2 separate regions of the Mus musculus genome follow, and region 2 is linked to region 1. A link is a contact called in public HiChIP or PLAC-seq data. All regions are on one chromosome and are shown on one strand. Each heading gives the region's core, a stretch centred on a gene start, on an enhancer-like site or on the middle of the called end of the contact. The rest is flanking DNA. Distances are from core to core; before and after follow the strand shown. Region 1 has its middle 6.8 kb from the start of Gm32328. Region 2 has its middle 41 kb from the start of Skap2.

Region 1 (3,699 bases), core at 836-3,335:
GACTTTCAATGAAACAAAAATAAGCAGCTATCAAAGCCTTGGTTATTAATTTTAGGTTTGCTGCTTAAAATATCAATAAGTAGTCAAACGAATAATAAAACTCCTAAAATTAAGCTAACAATTTTTTGTTACAAATGATCATTGTCAAATTAAAAATGAATATGACATTTATAAATAAATGTATTTACAAAATACTGCTTTCAGTACATAGGCAAGCTAAAAGCTTGGCTTCGTAAGAAAAAACACAGAAAAGAGAATCTAAAACAACATTTTTTACTTTATCAATAATGACACGCTTAGATCATCCTCTCCTCCGTATTTATTTACCGTGCATTCACAGACTGGAATGCTTTTGTTTGCACATTTCTCCTCACATAAACACTTTTTTTTTAACGGAAAAAAAATCTGTAGGGCCTGTGAAGAAGTCATGGACAGTTTTAAATTTAGAAATTCGTAAAGCCAAACACTTAGATTCTCGACTAGATCTTCCAGGAATATTGTAATTTAAAACATGCCCAGCTTCACAAGGCGTTTATTATTGCCCTAAAATACGTGCAGGAAGGAATCCGCGGCCGGCCGGAGTGAGGAAACAATCCGGGCCTCTCGCTTCCAGACGCTGGAATTTGGATGCAAGCGGGCAGCGGCCCAGCGGCTGCAGCTGCAGACACCGGCCCTCGCCTCTCAAGAATTTTGTAGCAGGCGTTAACAGGCATCTACACAAACCGGGTTTGATCCTTCTGTATAAAGCCGGTCCTGGAATGATTTCCAAATTTTCCACTCAGTAGTGAGCGGACTTGTCCTTCCGCGGTTTTGTCTTTTTGTTTGTACGTATGTTTGGGGATGGGGCGGGTAGTTTTGTTTGTTTATTTGTTTGTTTGGTTTTTTTTCTGTCACTATTCTTTAGTGGCTGCACTTTTCTAATTTTCTTCCTTTACGTATTTTTTTCCTCTTTATTTATTTTTTTTCCTTCCACCCAAGCACTCTTACAGTGTGTCTTTTTCTCGGGCCTCTTCGATTACAAGCCGCTTAGAGAGCTGTGGCAGATGTGTTTGTGAGAAGCCACACAGGGCTGGAGTGATGCTGGCTATTAGTGGAGTGCCTAGGACTACGATACCTGGGACATTGAGGGCTTGAATTGTGTGCTTTTCCGGAAATGCACGAATAACACGGCTATAAAAATAAACTTCTGGCGATTTTAAGTGGATTCCTAGAGGAAAGCAAGCCTCCTATTTCTCTTTACTCCCTACCAACAGTTAGCCTGGTGAAGACCGTCCTCAGTGAATCCCTTCCAGGCCCTCCTAGAGGATCTGTGGAGGACCGGGCACAACAATCTGACTCAGCGGGAAATGCCTGCAGCTAGGACTGCACCCCACCAGTGTCAGCACCCACCACCTCGCCATAGGTCTCTTTCACCTTAGCTCTCTTCCTTCTCCTTACACCTCATTTCTTTCTTTCTCTCCCCCCCTTCCTTTCTCTCTCTCTCTCTCTCTCTCTCTCTTTCTCTCTCCATCCCTCTCCCTCTTTCTTTTTTCTATGTGTCTCTGTCTCTGTGTGTCTCTGTCTCTGTGTGTCTCTGACTGGCTCACTCATCCACGCACGCGCACTTGTTTCCCCCTGGCTGTCAATCACACCCGCACACCCTAGAACGCTTGCGCACTGGAAAAATCCAGCCTCCCACCAACCCCACGCCCTTTCTACTCGTCACCCTGCCATATTGACCAATAAGAGCATGGATCTGGGGGCGGACTTCGAGAAATAAACCAATGAGAGAGCGATTGGAAGCTAAGGCTCAAGAGAAGTAAATCCTTCGTGGTCCGCATTGAGTCGCTTGGGCGATGATTTATGCGCCCCTTTTATTATTTGTAACACTTTGGGAAGTTATTAAGAGGAAGATCTACTGCTTCCTCTTTTGGGGGTGGAACTGGATAGTAATATTTGTCACTGGCGGGTTTTAGGGTAGAGTGGTGCGAGGTGGAAGGCCGTCGGAGACTGGTTTGTTTTGTGGGTACTGTTTTTCATTACACGACAGATTACCCTTTTCATTACAAGCTGTAGACAGGGCCAACTTCGAAGGTCTTCTTGGCTGAATGATCTTGGATTACTCAGAGAGCTGAAACCTGATGCCTTTTGACTTGCCTGTCTATACCCCCGGCACTAGAAGGAGCCATTTGGGGAAGATGTTGCAACCTCTAGTTGCAAGAGAAAGTAAACAGACTCCCCTCACTCAGGTCCCCTCCCGAGCACCGAGCAAATCTCCTTGTGCTTTTCCCGCCTGGATGCTCATTAAGTCTTAGTTGACTCTGAGGCGGATGCAATAAAACATGGATGGTTTCAGAACCCCAAACAAACCGAGTTTCTGTTTTACTCTCAGCCGGACCACACCCCCTGCCTCTCCACTCTCCCCCCACCCCCACCCCCCCAAGGAAATTGCATTTTCAACTAGCGCCTCCGGGAAAGAACTGCGGGAGACGATTCCGCTCGGAAGCTTGAATGTCGGGGAGGGGGGAATAAAGAGCAGCGTGGAAAGAGCACCCCACAGTCCCGGGCCCTGGAAGACTGGAGAGCTAAGAGGACCATCCAGGAATCCGCACTACCCGGAGGTGTGATGAGCTAAGCGAAGTTAGCACTCGCCCAGAGATGAAGGCCAAGCACCTCAACCTAGCCCTCTTCCCGGGAAGGCCAGCCTCCCTGGGGGACTAGGCTAAGGGCTTTGGATGGGAAGAAAGTGCCAAAGAAAAGAAGAGTTACAGATTTGCTACCTCTGATCTCCCAAACAGAAAGTGGATGTTCAAACGTTAAACACTATTCCCGGAGGACAGGGATGGGGGAGGGGTCTTTCTGTTTCTAGACCACTGACAGGAACTCGGTAGCTAGTGTCAAAAGATTTCTATTTGAAATTAAGAAAAACAATGCAAAAGGGCTTGTTAGGGCATAGGCGAGGGGAGAAGAGACAACCGGAGTAGGAGGAGAGCGATGGAAGGAACAGGAACTGTTTGATCCTGGGAGTGGACGGGAGGAAAACAAAACAACGCACTTCAAAGCTCGGGGCCTAATCCTCCTCAGGTTAATTTCTGCTTCCTAAAACGTTGATAAGCACCATAAATCACTCGACCAACCCCCACCTCGCTGATCTTGCCCGGAGGGTACTCTCCCCCTGGTCTGCCCCCAGGGGCTCGATGAGTCTCCTGTGCTCAGACCTGGGCCTCCAGGGTGGGAGACATTCCTGGGTTTTGGGCTGCGGGATGAGTGCACGGGAATCAGCAGACAGAAAGGTGCTGGAAGAGGTGCGGGCCTGACCTTGGAGGAAGTGGAGTGCAGATGCATTCTGTCTGACCCTGGGGGTTGTCTGTCTGGCGCGCTGTTTGAAGGAGGTTACAGCTTGTTTAAAGATTTGCAAAACTGAGGAGCCGCAAAGATTAGAAATGCCAGCCTGAGATTTATCAAATGACTTCCGGTAGCAGAGCCGGGTTTAAACCCAGGCGGGCTTGCGTCTCCTGATGGCGAATTCTGGACCTGGGCCACTGTGCAGGACTGGCCAGGTGCGCGAGGAGGAACACAGAAGCGATGGGGCCAGAAAAGGGTCTGCCTTAGGTCCCCAGGGGGCTCACTTTAAGTCCCAGTCTTAGCTGTGTCAAGCTAAGTGAATGTCAAGCCAAAACCTCTCCACAGGCCTTTCTGAGCAGAGCGCCTCTCATCCAC
Region 2 (3,699 bases), core at 638-3,137, 880 kb after region 1:
CTCTCTCTCTCTCTCTCTCTCTCTCTCTCTCTCTCTGTGTGTGTGTGTGTGTATTTAGACAGGGTTTCTCTATATAGTCCTGGGTGTCCTGGAACTCTTTTATAGATCAGGCTGGCCCCAAACCCAGAGATACACCTGCCTCTGCCTCCCAAGTGCAGGGATTACAGGCGTGTGCCACCACCACCCGGCTCTGTTGTCATATACTTTCCCTTGCTATTTCATATTGTTTAGTTAGGTTTCTGGTGCTGTGATCAAACACTGGTCAAAAGCAGCTTGTGGAGGGTAGGGTTGATTTTATCTCACACTTCCAGAAGGAAGAGTTTATTTTGGCTCTCTCCTCCTCCAAAAATGCTACACACACACACACACACACACACACACAGAGAGAGAGAGAGAGAGAGAGAGAGAGAGAGAGAGAGAGAGAGAGAGAAAGAGAGAAAGAGAGAGAGAGAGACCATTCCACAGAGGAATGGGGTAAGGAATACAGATCAGAAAACTTAGTTCTTTTTTATTTTTTCTGTAGCCAAACCAGGAGCAATAATTCCATGCATGGCATAGATTCCAACATTTAGCCAAGAAACACATCAGGTTGTCAGGAGACAGGTTTTAAAAGGCTGTTGGATGGATGCATTTCTGATCAATTATTTAATATTCAGTGAACAATGTCTTTAACAGTAGTTTTGCAAAGGTCAAAGCTATCTTTCATATGACTCTTTTCACATTTTTCCCTTAATAAATATTGAAGATATCCTTATTAAGTTGCGATTTTTATGAATAGTTATCCCAACTGAGCCCAGACAGGCTGTTTTCTGTATCTGCTCTGACATAATAGGAAATGGTCTCCCTCCAGAGAGAACACCATGGTTCATAAGGCACAGTGGGCCTGCAGAGGCCCGTCTGCGACTACAGCCGAGAAGCCGCAATGTCAGAGAAGCCTCCACTGTGCAGACTAGCCATCTCACATACTAGATTTACCTCACATATCAAGAAGATGACTCTAGCCAGTCCCCAAAAGAGGTCTGAGCCTGAGAGACCAAAAGAAGGGAGGCTACAGATGGGTTAACATGAGACTAAAGTCTACACTGCTTGATGACTGAGCTTTCCCCATTCGCAGAGCCTGAAATTAAGCATTTCACATGATAAAGGACACTGACATTACACCAAGCGTCCTTCCCCGAAGAACAGGGGACTGGCTAATAAAACCTGAAGCTAAGTAAAGAAGAGTATTACTGCAGAGTAAAAGTATCAAAGTTGAGCAGGTGGCTCACACCTGTGACCCCACCACTTGGGAGGTGAAGGTCGAAGGATCACAAACTCAAGGTTATGCTTAACTACGCAGAAAGTTCAAGACCATCCAGAGCTACATGAGACTCTACCAAAAAAAAAAAAAAAAAAAGCAAACAAAACACAGTATCATTAGAAATAAACATGCTGCCTGATTGTGTTAATCTATCAAAGGCTATTCTGGCGATCAGCAACACAAGCCATTACATATACAGTGTTTTGGTTTTTTTTTTTTTCCAAAGAAATTGTTATGTAAGCTTTCTTACAGTACAAGGGAATAATGTAGTCTGAAGACAGCAGAACAATATTTTTCTTTGACATGTTTATGACAGAAAGACCTAGAATCATCTATCCAAATGATGTCAAGTAGCCGCTGTTTTCCACCGAGGGTGGGGGTTTTGGGGACTGACTTTATGGGATCCAGCAATATTTTTTTTCTTGGCATACTAGATGAAAAGTCTCCAACAAAAAGCTAGGGACTCTGGGCTGAAGATCCATACCCTTGCCTGGGCCATAGTGGCTAGAAACGCCTAAGACTGGCAGCCTTACTCCAGAACTTTCTTTTGGGCAACATCTGGGGTGAATTAAGTCTCTGTTCAGTCCCAGAGCCGGCTACAGATGTAGAGGTGTGAGCGTGCCTTCCGGGAGCTGCAGCTTACATGGTCATGCTATGGACCACTTTTATTCGAAGTTCAAGCACCACATTTCCAGAAGTATGAAGAATGACAGTGAAGAAGAAAGCCTTTAGAGCTTAAGTTACAACCACATCTAATGAGCACAGAGGTGTTCCTCCAGTACAGGGGGATTGCTTTTCAACTCCTGTAGCTTAAATGAAGCCAGCGATCATAACAGTAAATATGGGTTGCAAAGGTATCCCAGGAGGTATCATTAGTCACATAGTACACCCTTTTCTAATTTGTACACTTCCCATGTTTCAGGGGTTTCCCAGTACTGCTGAAGCCTCCAGAATTTCATGTTTCCCTCAGCAGGCTACAATAACCCTTAGTCTGAATGGCATGTATTATTTCCTCAGCAAACATATGACGGTGGAAGCTTTAGTAAAAGATTTATTATAAGAAACAGCCTGATGTTTTATTTCCTCCCTTAATTGAATACATTATTGCTTTGTGTTTAGAAATGCTGCGTTGATGCATTGCACCTCGGAACAACCATGCACCCGCCATCTGCAGCAGGGAGGTTTATTAGACTACAAATCAGGATACAGATGTTGGAGGCAAAGCTACATATGTTAAGTCGTAACGCATTACAGAACACTTTAAATCTATACATTGCGGTGGTCCAGCAGGGTTGTTTTTAGTACGATGTTGGCACTTAGGAACATATAAGAACCAGAAGCTCTCTCTTCCACCAAACATTTATGGGTAGGCGACAAGCTGTTGAGGTGACATGTACAATCCTGTAGGGGGCAAAGGACTAAGTGACTTCAAAAGAAAAATCACACCTTCTTATTCCTTAATACTAGTACAAAAATCCATACTTAAAGTCGGCAGTCAGAGGCTCGCGACAGACAGATCTTCAGGGACAGTTAGTGATCACAGCTTCATTGATCTCATTCACAACTTTAGATTTTCATCCATTTATTTGAAGGGCATTGATTGAACACCTGAAACTTGCCGTGCTGCCCTGCTCTGGGGTTTTGTTAGGATGAGACTCAGGATTTTGATGCAAACCTTGTTGAATTTTTATTCCTTTTTCTCCGACTGTTTAAAGTTCAGGCCTAAGTAGACGTAGTGTTTATAAAACAGAAAGTTTATAAAAGTCTAACAGTTGCTTTACTGGTGGAGTAAATTAACTGACGAACCTCAGCCAGTACAGCTGAAAGGATGGCTTTCCTGAAGGATGATGCCACTGTTGCTCTCAGATTCTCACAGCTATAACTCAATTTTATCTGTCAAAAAAAGTAAAATCCAGGATGCCGCTTCCAAGAGGGAGTGGTGTTCTGTAGATCTATCGACCTTCCACGCAGCTAAAAGTACCCTGGGTGGAGCTGGAGAGATGGCTCAGTGGTTATGAGTACTGACTACTTTTCCAGAGGACCAGGAATTTAATCCCAGCACCCACATGGCAACTCCAGTCCCAGGGGATTTTGATGGCCTTCTCTGGCCTTTGCAGGAACCAAGTATGAAGTTGGTACACAGACATAGAGCTGTACATAAAATAGTAATAGTCAGACTTCGCTCTGCTCCACTTGCCTGACATCCAAGGCTCTTCCCAGTTCTGTATGAATGTCTTCGTGTTTCATTCACTATTCTTATGTTATAAAGACTGAGTGTTCTTGGCACCTTCAATTGGAAAGCTTAATCAAAAAAGTAGATTAGATAAACCTTTTAAATGAGACACAGATCTTCATGAGAAAGGAGACTTCTCTTTCCCTGGAAATAGAAAATAAAAGGG

Evidence for each region. HiChIP or PLAC-seq counts read pairs in DNA pulled down with a chosen protein or histone mark.
Region 2: an H3K4me3 HiChIP or PLAC-seq map of embryonic limb bud shows a contact between it and region 1, with 6 times the contacts expected there. The contact joins two enhancer-like sites. A contact is called at or near these places in 9 of 115 datasets of contacts at active chromatin or transcription factors (craniofacial prominence, embryonic forebrain, embryonic limb bud and 5 more).

What each region holds. Positions count from the first base shown.
Region 1 is chr6:51,171,351-51,175,049 of GRCm38.p6, forward strand. No RefSeq gene overlaps it. Among named protein-coding and RNA genes, the nearest start is that of Gm32328, 6.8 kb to the left of the region's middle. Within about 2 kb of position 2,086, at least 182 of the 459 cell types and tissues checked have an H3K27ac peak or open chromatin away from gene starts, as enhancers often do. A contact at or near this core is called in embryonic limb bud, where this site is marked.
Region 2 is chr6:52,051,859-52,055,557 of GRCm38.p6, forward strand. No RefSeq gene overlaps it. Among named protein-coding and RNA genes, the nearest start is that of Skap2, 41 kb to the left of the region's middle. Within about 2 kb of position 1,888, at least 1 of the 459 cell types and tissues checked has an H3K27ac peak or open chromatin away from gene starts, as enhancers often do. A contact at or near this core is called in embryonic limb bud, where this site is marked.